Linked DNA regions of Mus musculus: all the other regions are linked to region 2. Evidence: chromatin contacts called from public Hi-C, HiChIP or PLAC-seq and Micro-C data. All regions are on one chromosome and are shown on one strand. The core of a region is the stretch at or near the end of the contact, and the rest is flanking DNA. Distances in the headings are between cores, read along the strand shown.

Region 1 (2,700 bases), core at 55-2,554, 420 kb after region 2:
ACAGATACCAGCAGGCAGAAAACCAATGTGCATAACATTTTTAAAAAGATATTTGCCTCAATGATAGTTTAAATTTCACAGGTCTTGAAGCCAATGCCAGCTGATAGATTTCATTTCCTGAGTCACTGGAATATGTTCTATCCAGCCATGAATCAGGTTTAGCCTGAGTGGAGTCCCTAAAGCTCTAAGGGAACTCTTCGGACTACTGAAGATGACAGTGGAACATATGCCTCCTTTTCCCTTTGCCCCAAACACTGAAACCATATTTGTGTCATTTAAAATATCTCTTCAAAAATAGCTATTAATTAAGAAGAGATAATGAATGACTTTATAGTGGAAAGACCTGGCAAACTCACTTACCACAAGAACACAGTAATGGGAGAAATTGAAATTATGACCACAGCTAACAGTTTGCAATGAGGAAAAACTCTCAACTCTTCTGAGCTGTTCCTGCTGAAAATCCATAACCTAAATTTGATTAAGAGAAAAATATCAGACAATTGCAAATCGGGGTACAGTTGATCAAATAGCTTCTATATAATCTGGAGAGGTGTCCTGGTCATGATCAAGGCCTACTGAAAAGCGACAATCTGATGGATAACGATTCGTGCCATTACTGGGAGAACTGACTAAACTTGACTGAGTTCTAAGGGTCAGATAGACAATAGCAACTCCAGTAGCATGGCCTGGTCCTTTGGATGTCACATGACCATCCTCTCACTATCTGGAATAGTCAACTCTGGTCCTGGTAATGACATAAACAGAGGAATACAGTGATGGCAACGGTGTAGCGTGGCCTGTGGCAACAGTGACGAAGCTTGTTATCAGGAGGACCCTTGCCTGGGATTCCAGGCCCAGTTGCAAGTGATGTTGGGAAATGCTAGGATACTTAGACCATGGAAGACTGGAGCCAGAAGGTGGTGGCTCCATGAACATACAGTCTGGTAGAATCTCCAAGGAATAAAATGGGGAAGGCTAGAACACAGTTACCAGGAGAGGTGCTAGAGATAGCCCCCCTATTAAACCTCCCATTTAGCAGCACAATAAAAAGCAAAACCTTACAGAGCAGAACAGGGGGGGGGTGCTAGACTCTATTCCAGAGAGATCCATGGCTCTGTGGCCCTCTCCTCTCTGGCACTGAGATGTCAGTGGTGGATATTTTTAAAGAAAGAAGAAGAAAACAAGGGAGGAAGGAGAGACAGGGATGGTATGTGATCACTGAGCAGCAGGAGAGGTCACTGTTAAAAGAACCTCCCACTGAGTCAGCAGTTTGGTCCCTACTCCCCCAACTTCTATGAACCACACCCATAGGAGATTCAGAGTAAGTGCCAATGTCCTGCTGACTGTTGGCCAACAGATTACCTCCAGGCTACAGGGATGCAATTTTGCATCATAACTAGACAAGAATTCAACAAGGTCTGAGTCAGGGTCTGCAGGGAAACAAAGCTACAGATTCTAAGAACAGCTGAGGGCCTAAAGAGCTGGCTTGCTGCTTAAGAGAACTGGGCTGCTCTTGCAGAGGACCCAGTTTGATTCTCAGCACCTATATAGTGACTCACAACTGTCTGTAACTCCAGTTCTAAGGGACCTAGTACCCTCTCTGGTCTCCACGGTCACCAGGCACTCAAGTGGCACACAGACATACTTACAGGCAAAGCACTATACACATTAAAATTAAATAATGTTTAATTTAATATCTTTTTAAAAGAGGGCAGCCGAGGAATCAGGGCCAGCATTTGCAACCTGACTACTGAAGGACTGCTCAGAGATGGGACTAGCATCTATGATGCAACCTGTAAAGGACCACCCACTGACTGACAGGACCACCCACTGACTGACAGGACCACCCACTGACTGACAGGACCACCCACTGACTGACAGGACCACCCACTGACAGGAATAGTATCTGTGATCTGACCTCTCAAGGACTTCCCAGAGGTGTGCCAGGCATCTAGGGACCTAGGAAGGAATGCTGAAGGAGGTGAGACTGAAGCCTGAAAGCAGGCCAGACTAAACTCAGGCTGTAGGCTCACTGAACACTCGCCCTATTTATTTCTCCTTTATTTAACACCCCATGTCAGTTTACTAGACCACTGTTTTGTTCTTATGTACATGTTCTCTGTCTCTCTCTCTCTCTGTCTCTCTCTCTCTCTCTGTCTCTCTCTCTCTCTGTCTCTCTCTCTCTCTGTCTCTCTCTCTCTCTCTCTCTGTGTGTGTGTGTGTGTGTGTGTGTGTGTATCCACTCTGTCTTTACTTTTCATTTTTCTTTTGATAGATTTTTCTTTCATAGAAAAAATTTTTTCTAGCATTGATTTGTGTCTGACTCTCTTGAGTTCTAGGAGCGTTTCAGATGATCTTAGTATTTCTCTCTATGTGTGTACGGCGGTGGGCACAGAGCTACATACATGTACATGATAGAGGCCAAAGGACAACCTCAGATATTGTTTCTCTGTTGTCTTCTGTCTTGATTTTGGAGATAGGATCTCTCATTGACCTGGAGCTCGCTAATTGCCCAATGAGCCCAGGGATCCACCTGTCTCTGCCTCCCCAGCACCAGGATTAAAAGTATGAACCAACAAGTTTGATAAGGAGAAATACTGAAGAAAAGAAAAAGGTAAATTGAAAATCTGGAAGTGAAAATTTAGTAACTCACACTGTTGAGGTGGCTCAGTTGATGAAGATGCTTGTCACCAAGGTTGA
Region 2 (2,700 bases), core at 195-2,694:
TGGTTTTCTTCTCAAATCCCACAAGGATGGCACTGACCAGAAGCAGGGGACTGGACAAATGGGCCTGTGTGAGCACAAAGATTGGGCCCTCACAGGCATACAGGAACACAGATGTTCTGTTTTTTGTTAGAACTTTGTGCTTACTGGCCTGGAGGCTGGGAGCAGAGTTAGAGGTACCCAGGGTTCTTCCAGGGACTCAGGCACAGCTGTGGTATATAGGCAAGAGGGACGAGTCTGGCTTTCAGCCAGCAAGTCTGGGTTTGTGGATGGAAGCCTTGTTCCATGTCTGCCTTTTCTCCTGAAAACCACGCTTCTAATACTGAAGGGTGGTGTTCGGACAGGGCTGCGCAGAAAGGTAGTCAGCCAAGCTCCGGAGCTTTCAACCCTCAGCAGGAAGAGCGTAGCTAACCCAGCCTCTCTGTGTTTTCCAAAGCAGGAACCAGAAGTCAGGGAGGTTTGGTCAAATGCCTTGACCAAAATTATACAACAGAAAATGATTAGGGGAAAACTTAACAGGTGACTTCCTCCAGCCACGATGTTCCTCAGCACCGAGCTACCATTCTCTCAGACCCACACTAGAGGCTTCCAGCTGGCTGGTGGTTTCTCTCCTCCCTGTTCATCTGTCAGGCCTCAGGCCCTTGGCAAATATTGTCACTAGTCTGAGTCTCCAGGTAGGGCAGGCACCCCTCCCAGCTCACCTGAGCAGGATCTCTCTCTGCCCAGCAACCTCCCAGCAGCCTAGGATCCCAGCAACTGCCCCCTAAGCACTGAAACCCAAACACAGCAGAGCTGCTGACTATCTCCAGACAGCAACTGGCAGTGCCCGGGATCAACCTAGGGGGTCTGACTGTGACTTTGGAGGGGTGGGGGTGGGGCTGGCCAAGACAGCCATGTTGATAGTGACAGCACCCACCTTGACAACCTAGGTTCCTGGTACACCCAATACCCTGGGCCCGAGCACACTTAGAGCCCTTCAAATACCCCAAATATCCCTAAAGGGGATGTCACCAGACAGAGCTGTGTTCAAATCTCACTTTCCACTCTTACCTCCTGGATAATCAAAGTCACTTAAGAGCTATGCCTCAGTTTTCTCATCTGTAAAGAAGGGTGATCGTAACAAGGCCCACCCCATGGGTATAGACTCCATGAGGAGGGAGAGAAAGTTGGGACCCAGAAGGCCTGTGACTGAGCCAGGGTCCCCAGGAGGCAGCGGGGCGCGGGCTGCAGGCTGCGCAGCGGCTGGAGCCGCAGTGCGGTCCCGGGGCTCCTCCTAGGAGGCCCCCGCAGCGTTCGCCCTGCACGGCCCGCGCCCCGAGGCGGCCTCCGCCACTCACCCCGCCGGCAGGTCGCCCGGGCCGCTGGCCGTGGTCATCGCTGCGCGCGCCGGACGCCAGGCGCAGCCCAGGTGCTGCGGCCGGATCCCAGCGACGCGGCGGCCGGGGAGGGGCGCGCCGGGGGGCGGGGAAGGCGACGGGGCCGGGCCGGTCTCGGGCTGCCCACCCGCGCAGTGGGACCATGGCCGCGCCCGCGCAGCGCAGCGCCCGCCCCTGGCGCTGGCCAGGTGGGACCCGGGCGCTCAAGGTCGGCACAGCCTGGCCTTGGAGCATCGGCGCAGACATGGACCGGAGCTGCCAACACCTCCACCCACTCGGGCTGGGAAATTCTCCACCTTCCCTAGGCCTCAGCTCCCGGCCCCACACCTGAGATCTCGCGGTCCAGCCTCACTGCCGGGCCATGTTAGCGGAGAAAGCCTAGCTTCTGCAGACAGGCGTGGACATTCATTCTAACCGCTTGCCCAAACGGGGCCAGTGTTTTGCAAGAGACCAGAAGGCGGGAAAGCGGGCGGGTTAGCACGCACCGCTAGCAGGCAGCTCACACTCTCCTTCTCAAACAATCCCTAAAATTGCCATTTTTTTTTTTTTCAGATGCGAAAACTCGAGCGGTTGAGTTCATGTGACCTGTGTAGAGCCACTCTACAGTAAGTGGCCAGCAGGAACTGCAACTTAGCCCTCCTAACTCCAAAGCTCACACTCAGCCCCTTCTCCCTTTGGCCCCCTCCTCTCTCACTTCCAGAGTGAGTGGTCCATCCCCCAGATGCCCACTTTGCACTTAGACCTGAGACAGGTTCCGAAGAAGCCCACATGATCTTCTAGCAGAGAGCCCTGGCCCATTAAGAGTTAACCGGCCACTACCTCTGGGCCCCAGATGCTCTGGTGACTCATCATAACACGTGGCTGCCATTAGATTAGAGCTGTCCCTTTAGAAAGGCAAGGGACAGGAGGAGGGATTGGCCCTGAGCTCCAGGATGTCAGAAGAGGAAGCAAAAAAGAGCAGCCTGCAAATGCAGCCATGGTGGGAAGGACTTGGATCAGATCCCAGAGGAGCCAGGCAACTTGAGTTTAGGAATAGGGAGAAATGTCTGGGGGATTGCTGCTCTCATCAAGATAACTGCCTGGAAAGACTGTGAGTTGTTTGTTGTTCTTTTTAAAAATATTTTTATGTGTATTAGAGTTTTGCCTGCAGCTATGCCAGAGTGAAAGTGACACATCCCCTGGAGCTGGAGTTACAGACATTGTGAGGCGCCATGTAGGTGCTGGGAATTGAACCTCTGTCCTCTGGAAGAGCAGCCAATGCTCTTGACTGCTGAGCTATTTCCCAGGATGTCCTTATGCTGCTCTGTGTGAGCAGAGGCCAGGCACT
Region 3 (2,725 bases), core at 114-2,613, 440 kb after region 2:
GATCAATGCCCCAGATTAGCATTCCGATCCTCACTCTCAGCCTGCTTGTCACCTCAGCCTGAAATGCTTCTTATTCTCCCTATTCACTTCTTCCCATCCACCAACGCTTAAGCTCAAGTCTATGTTCACAAGCATCTCTTTAGAAATTCTCTTAGCTTTTGAAGTGATATCTCTTCCTTGGGCTCTGAGGAAAGCAGTTCTCTCAGCACTGCTTCCCAAAAGGAATGATGTTCATGAAAAACAGGGTCTTTAACAAGCTGATGTCATCTTAGTAACCCCGAGGGCTGAGGTCACTAATGTCCTGATTCTGATTCCTGATGCTACGGTTGTGAGCGTCTGGTGTTTGTGACACTGAGACTTTATGTGGTTTGGGCACTATAAATGTATAGCAGTGACAGGGGTCTTATTTGGGGTGTTGAGGGAGGGAGGTGTGTTTCCAATTCTTCTCTCTCTCAATCTCTCTCTCTCTTTTTTGTTTTGTTTTGTTTTTGTTTTTTTTGAGACAGGGTTTCTCTGTATAGCCCTGGCTGTCCTGGAACTCACTTTGTAGACCAGGCTGGCCTCGAACTTAGAAATCGACCTGCCTCTGCCTCCCGAGTGCTAGGATTAAAGGCGTGCGCCACCACTGCCTGGCAATTCTTCTCTTCTTGAAGGGCTTCATTCAGTCAAGAAACACAGTTTGAACAGAGACTTATTCAGCACAGTAGCAGATATCTGTTTAGGAGAGAAGCATAAGCTTAGTCTGTAATGCTAGGCAAACCAAGCACGAAGAGGCCTGAAGTGGGCTGCCCCACAGAGAGAAGCATCAGGGTGGCTACTGCATTGTGGATTTTAAAGTGATTATATAAATATTTATGAGGTGGGTAGCATATTCATGTGGTAGGTAGGTGATGCTTATTCTGTCCCAAATTGTGGTGGACCAGTTTTTCCTTTTAGGTATTTTCCACCATGATTCCTACCAAGGGGGTGTGGCTGTCAAAACCATAACGAAAGTGATAGAATAATGAACTTAGGTCTTTTGAGGATTCAGACCCACCGATAGAGTACTCGTGGTGTCTTGGCTTCTGTGAGAAGAACCTAACGATCTTCAAGGATATGTAACAACAAAGGGACATTTCTGTTAGCAGATGTGTCAGCAGGATGTAATTACAGTTTGCCTTGGTTACCTCCTATCTTCCTTTACCCCCACCTATTTAGACAGGAACAGTGTCCTTCCTGGCATGGGTGGAAGCTTTCTTGGAAGCTGTCCTTGCAATTTAGCTGTGATTAGCTATAATAGATACAATCATACACGCAAGGACTGTGATGCCTTAAATATGCACTTGGGCTGCAGGGTGGGGGACGCTGTCTTGGGAGCCAGTTAGAGCCTTCCAAGACAGGTGGAACAATCCTCTTATCTGGTCAGCTTGGCTGTCTCATGCCCGCTGCAAGCCCTTTATTTCTCGCCCCGACTGTTCCCAGGTACACTTGTATTAACTTTAACATTCCTTTGAACCATAATATTTTGCTATCGCTGTGTTTTCCTTTGGTTTCTGTTGTGAGGAAAGGGGAGAAGTGGGTTTATTTAGCTTGACTGTTTACAAGGAAATGCACACAAGGAAACAGTTAAACTAAATATATGTTTACAGGGCATCAAGGAAAGCCAAAGCAGGAACCTGATAACGTGAACGGAAGCAGAGACCATGGAGGAAGACCGCTCCCTGCAGTCCCTGCTTGCTTCCCTGCCTTGCTCAGTCTGCAGTATATTTTTATACAACACAGGATCATCTGCCCACTCACAGAGGGCTAGACCCTCCCAAACCAATAATTCATCAAGAAAATACCCGATAGACTGGCTGACAGGCTAATCTGATGGGTATAATATTTCAGTTGGGGTTCCATTTTCCCAGGTGACTCTGATTAGTGTCAAGTTAGTAGAAGCACTCACAGTGACAGTTGCCCTTGAATTTCTGTTAACAAATGGGTAAAACATGGAATAGTCAAAACAATGTTTGATGAACAGTTTTAATTGTTTCGTGTGGTTCCTTGAAAGGGACCACATATTTTAGTACTCTGAGAAGCCTGTCAAAGAGTTTTTCACTAGACTACTCAGCTTGTGTATTATTGACTCTCAGCCAGCTGACACAGTCTTTATTTTCTTGCTGACCAAGACCTGGGGCTTGTTTACCGGTTCCATTGTGATGACTCATTAAGTCTGAGGCAATAAGAACCAAGGAATGTGTGACCCTGTGATGGACTGAGCTGTGCCACCCAACAAATTCATGTGTTCATATCCTAACCCCAGATGACTATCGTGGGAGGTAGGATCTTTGAGAACGCAATCAAGGCAAACAAGGTCACAAGGATGAGGCTCCAATCCTTCACGACCATGTTCTTATGAGAACAGGCAGAAACAATTTTGGCACTAGAAACTGAGCCCATCATAACCACATATTCAATAGATTACTGAACGCTAGCCACCCATTCTGGAATGAGGTTGAACTTTTTTTCTTTTTTGGAACAGGGTCCCGTGTATCCCAGGCCTGCCTCAAACTCCCTAAATAGCTGAGGCTGGCCTAGCTTATAGAGTGCTGAAGTCCAAACCCAGGGTGTCAGACATTTTAGGTGTTTGGTTTTGGACCCTGTGAAAAGGAACCGGGGTGTGCATCTTACATATCAAAGCAGACCTGGCCTCCAGGTTCTCCCAACATCCCTCAACCTGGCATATCCTGCCCCAAACCCTGAA
Region 4 (2,700 bases), core at 68-2,567, 330 kb after region 2:
GGTGAAAGTCGTCTGCACATGCCATTGTTCACGTGTCTCACGTACTTCGGTGTTTAACAGTGGGGTGAAGCCTGAACTGAGTGCTCTGGGTGATCTATAGAAGCAGAGGTTGGATCTGTCTGCTGCTCTGGTGCTGGGCATTGGTGGGAGGCTGTGTGCTGCAGGGCAGGGGTGTGAGCACCGTGCACTGCGGAGCATTTCTGCTGGGAAATAGTTAAGGTTCTTACAGATTGAAAAATGACAACAGTAAACTATTTAACTAGAGTCTATAATGTATATCGTTCACAATGATATGTAAAAAGACAGTGTTCTGTAGCATTCTAAGTGTCTGTATTATGAGAATTTTGGTTGATGTTTTTATACTTTACATAATTGCTTGCCCTGACAATTTTTTTTTTGAGACAAAGTCTTATTATATAGCCCTAGCTGGCCTGGAATTCTCAATGTACACTCAACTGACCTAAACTCACAGAGAATGGCTTGCCTCTGCCTCCCAAGTGTAGGGATTAAAGGTCTGTGCCAGCATGCCCAGTTGGTTATTTAATTTATATATGAAATTTTAGGTAGATACTGATAATTTTTAGAGAAGGCTCTTTTTAGACCTTCTTAAACCTGCTAATAAAGTCATCTTCTTACCATAACCTGCTGAGACAGTTTTATGCCAGTAAATTGCCATAAATATATTTGTAAAAAATATGCTTTAAAATGTTATTTCAAATTTATGTTGAGAAAAAGTATTAATCCTCTGTGGACTTTGCTCAAGGATCTTAGAAAATAAAGACAGGAACCCAAGACTTACAATGGATTATGTTGTTGTTTTGATTTTTGCAGAGTCACACTCTTGTAGTTCAGGCTGGCCTCAAACTCAAAACAATTCTCCTGCCTCAGCATCACAAAAGATGAAGGTCATAGGTGTGACCCATAGCTCCAAGCTTGAACGGTTTCTCTTTTTGAGGAAATTGCCAGTCACTAGATCACCTCCATGTGCACAGAGAAGTGAGGAAGTGAACTCAAGTTTCAGATTTGGATGCAGAGATCTCCCTGCCTCCATCACTGCCTTCAGCTAGGCTCGTCCTGTGCACAGAGCGCAGGCTCAGTGTGGAATGTGCAGGTAGCTGCTCGTAGGAGCCTGGCTGTTTCTGCCATCTCTCTGTGTACTGATTTCAATTAACTGTGCATCAACATCTGCCTTCCACGTTGCTCTCTTTCACTAAAAAAAACTGACCTCTTTCACTATTTATTCTTTTTTTTATTATTATTCAGTTCTTCTGGATCTGCCTCAGTCTTGACACACAGCAGCTCCGGAAATAGCTTAAAACGCCCAGATACCACAGAGTCTCTGAATTCCTCCATGTCCAATGGCACAAGCGATGCTGGTGAGGAGCCTCTGAGAACTTGGTTTTCTTAGAAATTTTGGCAGTCCTGGCAGGGCACCTCCACTCAACCCAAAGCCAGCCTAAGCTGAGCCGTTCTGTTGCAGATCTTTTTGACTCACATGACGACAGAGATGATGATGGGGAGGCTGGGTCAGTGGAGGAGCACAAGAGCGTTATCATGCACCTCTTATCACAAGTCAGGCTGGGGATGGACCTCACAAAGGTAAGAGCCAGTGTGCATTCCCTCCGCTCATGCGTGGACTGAGTGGGTGGTTGAGCGCTCTTAGATGAGCGGCATGGTCCTGTGTGTGTTTTGCTTATCTCGTGTGTAGTGTGCATGGAGATGAGTGAACTGAGCGTTTCTGTGGATGATCAAAAGACAGTGCTCAGAGATGACCGCGGGTGGGCTGTATGGATTAAGAACGGAGCTGATTGGCAGTCAGTGAGAAATCCTTGCCAGCCTCACCATATTTAAATTCATGCTCTCCAGCATGACCATACCTCTTTAAAATTAAAACTGGAGTCTGATAGAATTCATACTAATTTAGGCCAGTATCTGTCACACTCAGGTTTTGTGTTTCAATCTAGGGGAGGGGATTGGTGTCCCCTGTCCTCTAAGAAGCAACTTGATAAATTGTTTCTTAGCTCTGCCTTCTTCCTAGTCCCTCAAACAGAGCACCAATGTCTTGTGTGATGTTTGTCATATTTCATCTAAGCTATAAGTGCTGGTGTCACAGGAACAGCAGAGGTTTGCGCAGAGGAACGTGGAAGCATTCAGAGCCCCTCTAAGTTCCACATCTGCTGGGCAGGCCTTCTGATCTGGGACATCTTGGGAAGTGGTTCTGTAAAGCGTAACTGGGGCCTGTGGTGGGTGTGATGGGATGGATGAGGGCTTTCGGCGTAACTGGGGCCTGTGGTGGGTGTGATGGGATGGATGAGGGCTTTCGGCAGCGCAGAGTCTGGGTCTCATGCAATCTGATTCTCAGGAGGCAAACATCTGTTTTACAGGTAGTTCTTCCAACGTTTATTCTCGAGAGAAGATCTCTGTTAGAAATGTATGCAGACTTTTTCGCACATCCAGACCTGTTCGTGAGGTAACTGACTGAGCATAGTGGGTTGTAATCTTTAAAGACGCTGCTGCTCGTTAGCTTTCTGTGCAGGTAGCACAACTGGACCCTTCTGTGTCCTCTCGGGGTTTGGGTAGTTAAATCTTCTGAGGGTATGCTGCTTATGTGGCCAAGGGGTTAGTAGGCCATCAAGTGAGCCACCTACAGAACTTTAAAGTCTATTAATAGGTAGGCAACTAGAATTTCAAAGGGCAAAG

Evidence for each region. HiChIP or PLAC-seq counts read pairs in DNA pulled down with a chosen protein or histone mark. A called contact is a pair of places that touch in the nucleus more often than the background predicts.
Region 1: a Hi-C map of embryonic stem cells shows a contact between it and region 2, with 1.7 times the contacts expected there. The contact joins the enhancer-like site here to the promoter of Ttc39a in region 2. A contact is called at or near these places in 2 of 39 promoter capture datasets (embryonic stem cells and stem cell-derived epiblast-like cells), 1 of 484 Hi-C or Micro-C datasets (embryonic stem cells) and 1 of 115 datasets of contacts at active chromatin or transcription factors (stem cell-derived neural progenitor cells).
Region 3: a contact with region 2 is called in a CTCF HiChIP or PLAC-seq map of the NIH/3T3 cell line, with 5 read pairs. The contact joins the promoter of 8030443G20Rik here to the promoter of Ttc39a in region 2. A contact is called at or near these places in 6 of 39 promoter capture datasets (embryonic stem cells, hippocampal neurons, liver and 2 more) and 1 of 15 datasets of contacts at CTCF or cohesin (the NIH/3T3 cell line).
Region 4: a contact with region 2 is called in a Micro-C map of embryonic stem cells, with 2.2 times the contacts expected there. The contact joins the enhancer-like site here to the promoter of Ttc39a in region 2. A contact is called at or near these places in 1 of 39 promoter capture datasets (pre-B cells), 3 of 484 Hi-C or Micro-C datasets (all in embryonic stem cells), 1 of 115 datasets of contacts at active chromatin or transcription factors (extraembryonic endoderm stem cells) and 1 of 9 other capture datasets (adipose tissue).

What each region holds. Positions count from the first base shown.
Region 1 is chr4:108,988,830-108,991,529 of GRCm38.p6, reverse strand. No RefSeq gene overlaps it. Among named protein-coding and RNA genes, the nearest start is that of Nrd1, 10 kb to the left of the region's middle. Within about 2 kb of position 1,304, at least 20 of the 459 cell types and tissues checked have an H3K27ac peak or open chromatin away from gene starts, as enhancers often do. A contact at or near this core is called in embryonic stem cells, where this site is marked.
Region 2 is chr4:109,405,844-109,408,543 of GRCm38.p6, reverse strand. Ttc39a (tetratricopeptide repeat domain 39A) reads right to left here and starts at 1,444. Exons shown (of 18, transcript NM_153392.2): 1 at 1,335-1,444. The coding sequence starts at 1,372. It overlaps Ttc39aos1 (Ttc39a opposite strand RNA 1), which reads left to right and starts at 2,287. Exons shown (of 4, transcript NR_131195.1): 1 at 2,287-2,700.
Region 3 is chr4:108,970,715-108,973,439 of GRCm38.p6, reverse strand. It overlaps 8030443G20Rik (RIKEN cDNA 8030443G20 gene), which reads left to right and starts at 1,363. Exons shown (of 6, transcript NR_040664.1): 1 at 1,363-1,461.
Region 4 is chr4:109,071,713-109,074,412 of GRCm38.p6, reverse strand. It overlaps Osbpl9 (oxysterol binding protein-like 9), which reads left to right. Exons shown (of 24, transcript NM_001368727.1): 13 at 1,264-1,376; 14 at 1,481-1,599; 15 at 2,385-2,470. Among named protein-coding and RNA genes, the nearest start is that of Gm32581, 5.8 kb to the left of the region's middle. Within about 2 kb of position 1,317, at least 8 of the 459 cell types and tissues checked have an H3K27ac peak or open chromatin away from gene starts, as enhancers often do. A contact at or near this core is called in embryonic stem cells, where this site is marked.